Linked DNA regions of Drosophila melanogaster: region 1 is linked to region 2. Evidence: chromatin contacts called from public Hi-C data. All regions are on one chromosome and are shown on one strand. Each heading gives the region's core, a stretch centred on a gene start, on an enhancer-like site or on the middle of the called end of the contact. The rest is flanking DNA. Distances are from core to core; before and after follow the strand shown.

Evidence for each region. A called contact is a pair of places that touch in the nucleus more often than the background predicts.
Region 1: a contact with region 2 is called in a Hi-C map of the Kc167 cell line, with 1.7 times the contacts expected there. The contact joins the promoter of sau here to the promoter of frtz in region 2. A contact is called at or near these places in 31 of 107 Hi-C or Micro-C datasets (the D17-c3 cell line, the Kc167 cell line, the OSC cell line and 12 more).

The regions. Positions count from the first base shown.
Region 1 is chr2L:2,222,752-2,227,615 of dm6, reverse strand. sau (sauron) reads right to left here and starts at 1,274. Exons shown (of 5, transcript NM_001014460.3): 1 at 335-1,274. The coding sequence starts at 547. papi (papi,) reads right to left here. Exons shown (of 5, transcript NM_164461.2): 2 at 3,983-4,373; 3 at 3,090-3,911; 4 at 2,931-3,037; 5 at 2,072-2,872. The coding sequence starts at 4,287. The coding sequence ends at 2,376. It overlaps CG15387, which reads left to right and starts at 1,322. Exons shown (of 2, transcript NM_001103588.2): 1 at 1,322-1,557; 2 at 1,615-2,071. The coding sequence starts at 1,411. The coding sequence ends at 1,818. It also overlaps asRNA:CR44114.
Region 2 is chr2L:1,713,122-1,717,719 of dm6, reverse strand. frtz (fritz) reads left to right here and starts at 1,869. Exons shown (of 7, transcript NM_134770.2): 1 at 1,869-2,581; 2 at 3,247-3,547; 3 at 3,603-4,553. The coding sequence starts at 2,164. It overlaps Rim2 (Replication in mitochondria 2), which reads left to right. Exons shown (of 7, transcript NM_001258912.2): 6 at 1-122; 7 at 491-1,476. The coding sequence ends at 617.

The DNA.
Region 1 (4,864 bases), core at 25-2,524, 510 kb before region 2:
AAGATTTCATAGTGCATTGCTTAACAAACTGGAAAAGCTAAGAGAAGTGGCTAAGACATGGCATAAAATGTTTATCTGTAGGACAGATAAACATTGTTGCCCCCATAACTGAAGTGATAAGTTACCCCCCTGTATCCAATTTTCACTACGCCCCTGCTGGAAGATGGACTGCGTTGCACTTGGGGCCAAGCAAGAGGTTGCGAAAGAGAGAAATCGTGAGAGCGACAGAGAGAGAGAGACGTCGGTTAACAGGTGAAGAAGAAGCACTTATGTTGCGAAAGAAACCAATTAATTAGTGCATCCCAAGCAGATAAGAGATAAGGAGCACACCCACCTCCTTGTCCTTGAGTCCCAGCAGCAGAACCTCCTCCATGAGCGTTAGTCGTGTTTCCTTGGAGTCGCCATCGTCGATATTGTCCTCCTGGTCCTTTAGGTTGTCCAGTGCATCCTGGTTGTCGTCCGGCGTGTTGGCATTCAACCCACCCTCCGCCCCACCGTTTTCGCGGGGTTTCACCGAGCGACGCACCAATCCGTCGGAGCGATTCATTCCGGAGAGTTGGGTTGGGTAGTCGGGAAGTTCGGATCGATGGAGTTTTGGAGATGTGGGATGCGAGCGGAGCACCTATGTTTTTCTGCTGCTGCTCTTCTTCCTCTTTCCTCGTTTTGTGTGTGTGGCACAATTTGCTGACTCGACGTTGGGAGTTTCACAGTGTGTGTGTGTGTCTGTTTGCGCGAGTGCGGGTGTTTGCGTTTTTCTCTGTGTACTTGTGTCTTGTGTTTTTGTGTGTTGTTGTTTTCACTGACTCTTTTGCGCCCCCTTTATTTTGTATTCTTTTGCACACACGCACTTTTCACACTATCGCAAAAATGCAGGCCCTAAACTGCGTTTCGTTGTTGCTGCTTTGCTCGGCGTTTTTGCGCTGGGAACTCGACGGTTTGATTTACAATTTGGTGGCCCGTACTAATGGTGCATTTGCATTGGCCTTGCATTTACTGGGAATATGCGAGTGCCTGCGCGAAATAAGCTTTTTCCTATTATTTGTGTCTTTTGTCGACGTTCCGACGTGACATGATTTCCGCACTTTTCAGTACTGGCAATTTTCCAGACCTTAAGTGTTGGATAACGTTTTGCTTCTAGAGGTGCTGTTAAAACGAAATTAATTTAACTTTTACTCTTAATTTTTTGTAATTCAGCTTAATTTATTTAATCGTAAAGTTTTTGTTTGAATGATATTACAGTTCCTTGTCCATACTAAGGGTTTGGTAATGTTATGAATCCGAACCGATAGTTTGTCCGATAGTTGTAATCGCTGTATGACTCATCTCTAACGGAAACACAAAATAAAACCTACTACAATTTGTTGCATTTTGCCTAAATTCGTCACAAACACTGCCGTTAAAACGTTTATAATGTCCTACTTGACCAATTTCAACAGTGATACTGCCAAGCAAATTCTTATGGACATAATACGCTGTGTAAATCAGCCGGAAAACTCGAAGAAACTCTCAGAGGCAAAGGCTTCCGCTGGAAAAGAGATGATTCTCATGATGCAGCACGTAAATACCAAGCAAATCAAAACAAATAACCAAATAGTTTAACATAATACATTGCAGGTTTTTCCATTGGTGATGCAACTCCAACTGGAGGTCATTAAGGGTCATGGGTTTCCTGGAAACCGCGAGGGATTAGTCCAGTTCTCCCAGCTCATCAGAGAAATGGAAAGGGACGACATGGAAATCGTACGCCTGCGCAGTCAGATCCGCGCCATATACCTGCCCCCCATAGCTATAAACACCACCAACGACATCCTAATCTAAGCGTGGGGTAAATCCCCCAAACAAGACTGCAATTCTGCCCCCCGGTGGGTTTTTTAATATACTTTAAGCGACTTTTAATATTTGTAGCCCTTTTCATTTGAAGAAACTATATTCATTTTCAATTATGCCTTAACGTCATCTAGAAAATCTTATTTTCAAAGAATATTGAAATACTTCTCTAATACAGATTTCTGAAACAGGCCACCAAAATAGACTTAAGCTTGATATTCTTATAAAATGCATTTCTTTTGATAAGTTTGTGATCTTTTTTGTGTATTTTTTGTTGATGTACAAATGTTTTTCTTGTTCTTGCTAACAATAAGTAACATGGCAAAGGTTGCTATAAACAATTAAGGATCTGTGCCGTTCCATCGTCAGCTTTTAGGATCTAGGATATGTCGATCAGTCACGGCGATAAATTAAACAGTTTTCTTTCGTACCTATACAATAAGTTCCTTAAGAGCTATACTTTTATGTACACGTCAAGTAGTGAGCTGCTCGTCCAGCCTTCATCTTATAAACAATTAGGCGAGGATAATTAGTAACAATGTGAAATCCTAATGCGCGCTAGCACCATTTGTGGTGCTGGCATTATTGTTATTCCCGTTTTCGAGGTCTGTAGCCGTCAGTTTAGCCGGATTAATGTTTTTTATGTCGTTTCCGTTCAGTTTATGCTGCAAATGCTGCAGCTGCTGGGCGAGGTGCTCGTTCTCCGCCTGCGTAATGCTGTCAACATCAATGGACATCGACATAGGTGAGTGGGGCGTAAGCGGAGTCACTGGATTGCTGACGCACAACTCCTCAATGGTGGAGTCGCTGTTACTTGAGGGCGTCGAGGAGCGTGACCGCACTGGATACGAATCGTCCAGGGGCAGAGCAAAGCCCTGGGTGATCATCAGATCGGCAATATTTAGTTCAGAGTTGTCGGCTGGATCGAATAGTTCCACTCCGGGCAGCGGGGTTCCCTCCTTGGCAGCAGCACTTACAGCGGTGGTTGCCCGTGGACGCTCCTTGTAGGTCACCACTCGAGCAATCAGCTTTCTCCAATGTGCCACTACAAATGTTCGGTGTTTAGTCAAAAATATATCTAGCAACTGTTGCTGAAATCATACCCTCTGTCAGCTCTTCGAACTTTGCGATTGAAGACTTTGGCCACGTAATAGGCTCCGTCTGGATGGTAGATTTTACATTGGCCAAGAAGCATTCAACGGCTTGGAACCTAAAATAGTGAAATATAAATTTATGTCTATCCAATCAGTCGAACTGCTTACCTGAGCGTGAGGAAATCAGTGCGCAGCTCGCAGATATCAGCTGGCGAAATATATTCGCTATCTCCATAGTCCACGAAGTAGAGATCGATCACCTGCTCCTTTGGATTGTACTGGTTAGGCATAATGTCCACGATTTCTGCGCGATACCACTTCTCGTCGAACTTAAACACGGCTGCCACAATCTGACCCACATATGGAGCAGTCAGCACGTGCTTGGCCCTGTTTTCAGCACTACTATAATAGCTGGTCATCTCCTGGACCATGCTATCGAGCTTCTTGGACTGCGGTCCGATAAGCTGAACCCAGAATTTAGTGGGCGAGGCCACCGCGGAGACATAAACCTCCATTGGCTTACCCTCGCCCTTGGAGGCCATTAGCTTGTCTCTGGGCTGAGTGTGAGAGCTTAGGGATGTCTGGGAGGAGTACATGCTGGACGCAATGCTGTTGGTGGGAGATCTGCGGGGCTCCCGACGCTGTTCCACCTCCTCCATGGACCGCACGAGTTCCTCATCCTCCTCTATCTGATCATCCAGCATTTTTCGGGCTATGTTCACTTGCTTTTGATTGCCGATAATCGTAATCTTGGCCTTTCCATTCCGCCCATTTAAATCGATATTCAGCTTGGCTAGCGAACTGCTCCGGATCTCCTGGAGGAGCTCGCCGCCGCGTCCGTTAATTTTGCTGGCCAGCCTCTGGGGCACCTGCAGTTCCACTTTCACCACGGGCGCACGTTCAATTTCCTTGATAAGCAGAGCTCGAGCCGCCTTAACCGCATCGGGAACGCCGCTAATGTCGCAGAATTTGTGGCCACTGTCTTTGTCTCTGGAGGAGAAGAATTTGATTTTTGTTAGTCAGGTTTAATTCCTGGGTCGATAATTTTCAAATCCAATTACCGTAATCTTATCTTGGCCAGGGTCTTTTCTTCAATCAACTTGATATTGGATCCACCGCGACCCATTATCAGGGGCACATGCTCGTTGTCCACGACGATTTTGAGGCACACTTCCTTCTGGGGCTTCTGTTCCTCTGTCTGTCCTCTAATCCCGGATGCCGGCCGTTGGCCACCTGAGTCCGCTTCCTCCTCGTCGTTTCGAGTCTTGAAATAGGCATATAGCATGGCGCCCCCAAGGGAGCATAGTCCGAAGCCCAGAAGTAGTTTGTAGGTGGGCGTGGCACCGAAAGGCGTGTTGCGCAACATGTTGATTAACTTGTTGTGGGTGGATTTGCGTAGAGCTGGGTGTTTGGGGCAGCCTTTTCAAGTCTGCCTTTCGAGGTTTTCGAAAACTGAAATAAAATATTTCTGGTCACAACATTACATATCAACAGTACGAGCAACTAAATCCCACTGAAACAACTTAAAAATAAATAAAAAGCATTAAGACCTCTTTTCAAGGCCTCTTTAATATGTTAATATCGTTGCGTGTGCTTGGGAACACAAAAATAGAACAAGTTCAAGACCATCTGATGTCCCAAGTCGACTGGTACGAGCATTAATGTCGTCTTATGGAATCAATAAAGGCCTACGGGTACGCAGTATCGATGTACACTCCCCCTTTTCTTATGCAATCCTATCACTCACTGGATATCAGTTTTGACAAATAGCCCAAGACAAGCAATTCTAGCCGCAAACAAACGAATTTTGGCACACAATTCGCGAGTGACTTCATAATTGAAATTGCTTAGGTAGACATTGCACGGAATAAATAGACAAGTGACGTTATTGGGGTACACTAGCCCACATAATTCAGCCACTTACAGCGATTAATGCATTGCCT
Region 2 (4,598 bases), core at 620-3,119:
TGCATCGCCTATCCCCACGAAGTGGCACGCACTCGTCTGCGGGAGGAGGGCAACAAATACAACTCCTTCTGGCAGACCCTGCACACTGTTTGGAAGGAGGAGGGCAGAGCAGGACTCTACAGGTGGGTAAAATAGATGAGCAGAGTGAATTTTCAATTTGATACGACATTAAGGCAATCAACTTGTACTTAGGGATTCCCTTGTTCGTGTAGTTCCCTTGAATCCGTCTTGAAATAGAATCGAAGGGAATCCCACTTGCACTCCGACATGTATATAAGAAACATATACATATAAGCTAATGAATTATCATAATGTGCCACCCACGAATTCGTGAAATCTATTTAAATTCTTTTGCGTCGCATATTTTTTGTTTGTTTACCTTAATTTGATTATCACTCTCGAGCGTGCTCACTCGAGGTGTTTTATATATGAGAGCTCTACCTTAGCAAATTCTCCTACTAATTGTAAACTTTACCAACTATTTCCACAGAGGCTTGGCCACGCAGCTGGTGCGACAGATTCCCAACACGGCGATCATGATGGCCACCTATGAGGCGGTCGTCTATGTGCTCACGCGGCGCTTCAACAACAAATCGAACGAGTTCTACGACTTTTAGATGCCTTTCAAAGGACTGGAGAAGGAGTAACCCAATCTGTGCATATGTAGACGCGACTGCTGCAACTTTATGTAATTTTATCCCTCGTTTTTAAACGATCCAAACCAACGAGCGCAAATTCTTAGTTAACTAGCTTCTAAGTCAGATATGAAACGAACTCGATAGACTTAAGACGTTAGACGTTGAACGTTGGCCAACCAATCGAAAAAAAAAAAGAAGCAAACAAAGAAAAAACCAATAATGGGAAACACGCACCAGGATCGAAGTGCACCATCCACACCCTAAACCCACTTGCTGCATGCCACAGAAGGATGTGGTATGCCACCGCAGGGCGAAACGTTATCAAAATTTGAAAAGGCTGCTATTTAGTTAAAGTTACAATATATATTGAGTGTATAAATGTGGTTGATACTTGGATAATATAGTGTACATAGGACTCGATTCGCTCAGAGTGCATTGTAAATAGTTAAAGAGTGAGTTCGCTGGCGTAGTTTTCTTAGTTGTAAGCACAAAATGTTGAATCGGCCGCAGTTGCCAGTAGATGCCGCTAAATATATATATATATAGATATAAAGCCGACCGATCCGATTCGTAAACTGTAAAAGTTTCCGTTAAGTTTCCTCAAATGCGATATACGATTTAGTTATCATTACTCTACTATATTACTTTAACTATATTGATACAATTTTTGCTGTTTATTTAGTCCATTAGTTAGCTAGTTAGTTAGTTATCCCCCCCCCCTCCACGCAAAACGTATTTCACTGATAATGAGCAAAGAACTAAGGAAACCACTGTGAATAATTGATTGCAATCCGATTTGATGGTGAAATCAATAAATACAACAATTTTGTTTAAAAATAACCCACTCGTTTCCCATTTAATATATATGTACATTATCTTATCTTAACAATCGTCTGCAGTCGAACATAGTTCATCTTGGCTAACCAGACTGCCGCCCATAAAAGTGAGATGAGATAAGCCGATTTGGCCAAGATAATACGATTTCGCACAACTAAATTAAAGTGATTTATTGGCTAGCTACTACACTGCGAAAGTAGTGGTAGCTTATTGTAAATATTTTATTTTTCTGAATTTCAAAAATTTAGATCCTGGTTCGGGTACGTGCTAAAAACATAGCATAGCCTGGTTCACAACCTATGTGCTCCATCGAAGATCTCCACCACGTGAGCGATCGCAGTTGTAGTCCATCTATATCACGCCACCACCACGCTCAGCGACGTAACAAAGTGCCGTCTCTAGTAACGTAAGCAGTGTTTCGAGCAACAAGTTTATTTTATTTTCATAAACAAAGTTTGTTTAAAGCGAAAAATCCTGGCCAAAGTGCTAATTCGTTGGCTATTCCGCGAGCAACCTTGATAACGAGTCGCAGAGCAGTCATAGAGCAGCGCAATTAACCCCGATACAAAGCAATCAGTGCAATTGGAGCAGCTTGAAAGGCACACGCCAACAAATCGAGATCGAGCTGATCGAGTCGCGTTGACACCCATCATTCCGCCATGCAAATCGATGCACTGGAGGCCTGAATATGCTGCTCAGCGAGACCCATTTCTGGACCACGTTGCGCGAGGATGTGGTGCGGATCAAGAGCCAGGACCTGGGCGCCTTTCGCTACCTCAGGCAGCGCGACAAGGAGCAGGAGCAGCAGGACCTCGCCTGCCTGGCCAAGCGAGACTATACGGAGCGTCGCAATGGACTGGCCGTGCTGAAGAACTCTGGTCGCAAGTCCACCGGCCGCTTGAAGGACAACCTCAAGAAGCTGGAGGACCTGCTGCGCCAGCACAGGATCATCCACTCCGAGTGGCAGGACGCGGCGCAGGTGCTGCTCCTCTTCTCACACGGCCTGATCGCCCACATCTGCGTGGACATCTACACGGGCGACATTCTGCGCATGGTCTTCGAGAAGTACCTGGTGGGCAAGCTCGCCTCCGAGGTCATTACGGATGGTATGTGCGATTCTCTCCTTTCACCCGCTCCAGCCCGCCCTCCATCGCATTAGAGCCATCCATCAATCAGCTTGGGCATTGCATTTCTGCATGTGCAGCTCGACTGGCAGACATCTCAACTTGCAGCGTTCGAAAATCAGTTAATATGCGTTAACATCACGCAATACATAATGGCTATTTCAGGCGTAATTAAAGGTTCCTCATCATTAGAACGAATTACCAAGACAGCTTGCTAGAAACACATGCATGCCATTTAATTATTCACTAAGCTCTCAGCTATAAAAGCTGTCCTGCATTTAGTTCTTTGTGCTGTTTGCCGCTTGTCATCCAGGGTATCAGTCATTCGATAGAGTGCAGTCCGCATTTGGCCTTGCTCCGCGGAGTGCTGCTTGTGCAGTTATGGAGAAATTTGCATTGGCAACAAGTGCGACTTGATTTGCACTTTCCCACACCAACACAGCCGCACGCACACATGCAGGGCATGCAATTATTGTAATTTTTAATTAATCTGCTGGCTTGTTTTGTTGCCTGTAAATATGCGAACCCCCAACCCCTTTCCCCCATCCACCATCCTCCGGCTTTCCATGTTTTGTTCGAGCCACTCATTCAGCTTTGTCGCTTGTGTCTCTTTTCTCGTCGTGCGCCCGCATCCGTTGTCTCGCCAGCTTTTTTCACCCGTTCCCACATCGTCTTGGCCTACAATACCAACCAGCTGACGGTGGTGCATCTGCAGAGGCCTAATGCTCGCTCCCAGGGACCGGAGAAGATCGCCAATATGGATCCGCGCATCTTCCACGTGATCATACCGGGCGCCACAGAGCGCAAACTATCCCGCCACCTCACAGTTAACGCCAGCTTCGATCTGTTCGTGGTTTGGACGCAGTCCTCGCAGAACGAGGTGTATCCCTGGAGGCCAACGATAAGGGACCAAGATCGTGCCAACATACATGTGTTCAAGATCAAGGGGTAAGTTGCACAGTACAACTCCCACTCCATGGCCCAGTCTAATCGCTTTGCTCAGCTTGCAGCTGGAATCGATTGCCTATTGCTGGTCGGAGAACGATCCGCTGTGCGTGGACTTCCTGCGAAGCAGCGAGAGCCAGATCATCACCCTGGAGCAGAAGGTTTCCCGCAAGGGCGACATAAGCGCAGAAATCTGCTCCTACGAACTGGCCGCCGGCAAGATGCAGCGCACCGCCATTACCTCCATTCCAATGGGCGCCCAGATCTGCTCCTTTGCCTTCAGCCCCGACCAGGAGAAGCTCTTCCTGGGCAGCGTCGATCGCAATATCTGCCTGCACGACCTGGTCCAGCAGTCGACAAAGTACGCCAACCAGATTGAGATCGTGCCCAATCAGTGCGCCTGGCACTGCGACTCCGCCATGCTTTGCGTGGCCAACGAGCGATCGGTGCTGCAGTGCTTCGACCTGGCGCTGGCCACCATTGGCCATCAGCTGGTTAGCGAGAATGTGACGCCGTCCAGCTTGCTGGATCTGTCGCACTACTTCGTGGCCCAGCCAACGCTGCTGAGTGTCGCCTTCAGCCGAAAGCCAGATTTGTCCACTTTTAAGCACACCTACGCCCAGACGGATTGCCTGCTGCTGCTGGTGTACGAACAGGGACCTTTGGCCTGCATGCGCATCTTTGGCGGCACCGGAATGCGCGGCGACATCCACAATTCCGGACTCACTGCGGACGTCATTGCGGACAAGTATCTGCGGCTGCAGCAGCCGGACAGAGCGGTCAATGTCCTGGCCGCCCTCAACTGGGAGACCTACGGAGCCATGTGCCTGATTACGCTGCACAAGATAGCCAACTATGTGTTCTTCGGCGGTGACCAGCGACGACCTCGCATCGAGCTGATGGCCAGAGCGTTGAAGACATTCGCCCACACGCTTTCCGAGGAGACGAAGGACGAGTTCAGCGATCAGGTGTACGATCTGAAGCGCCGCTTCTGCTTCTATCTGCTGCGGTGAGTTGAGCTCGTGTGAACATGCCACTTTTATGCTCAATCCTT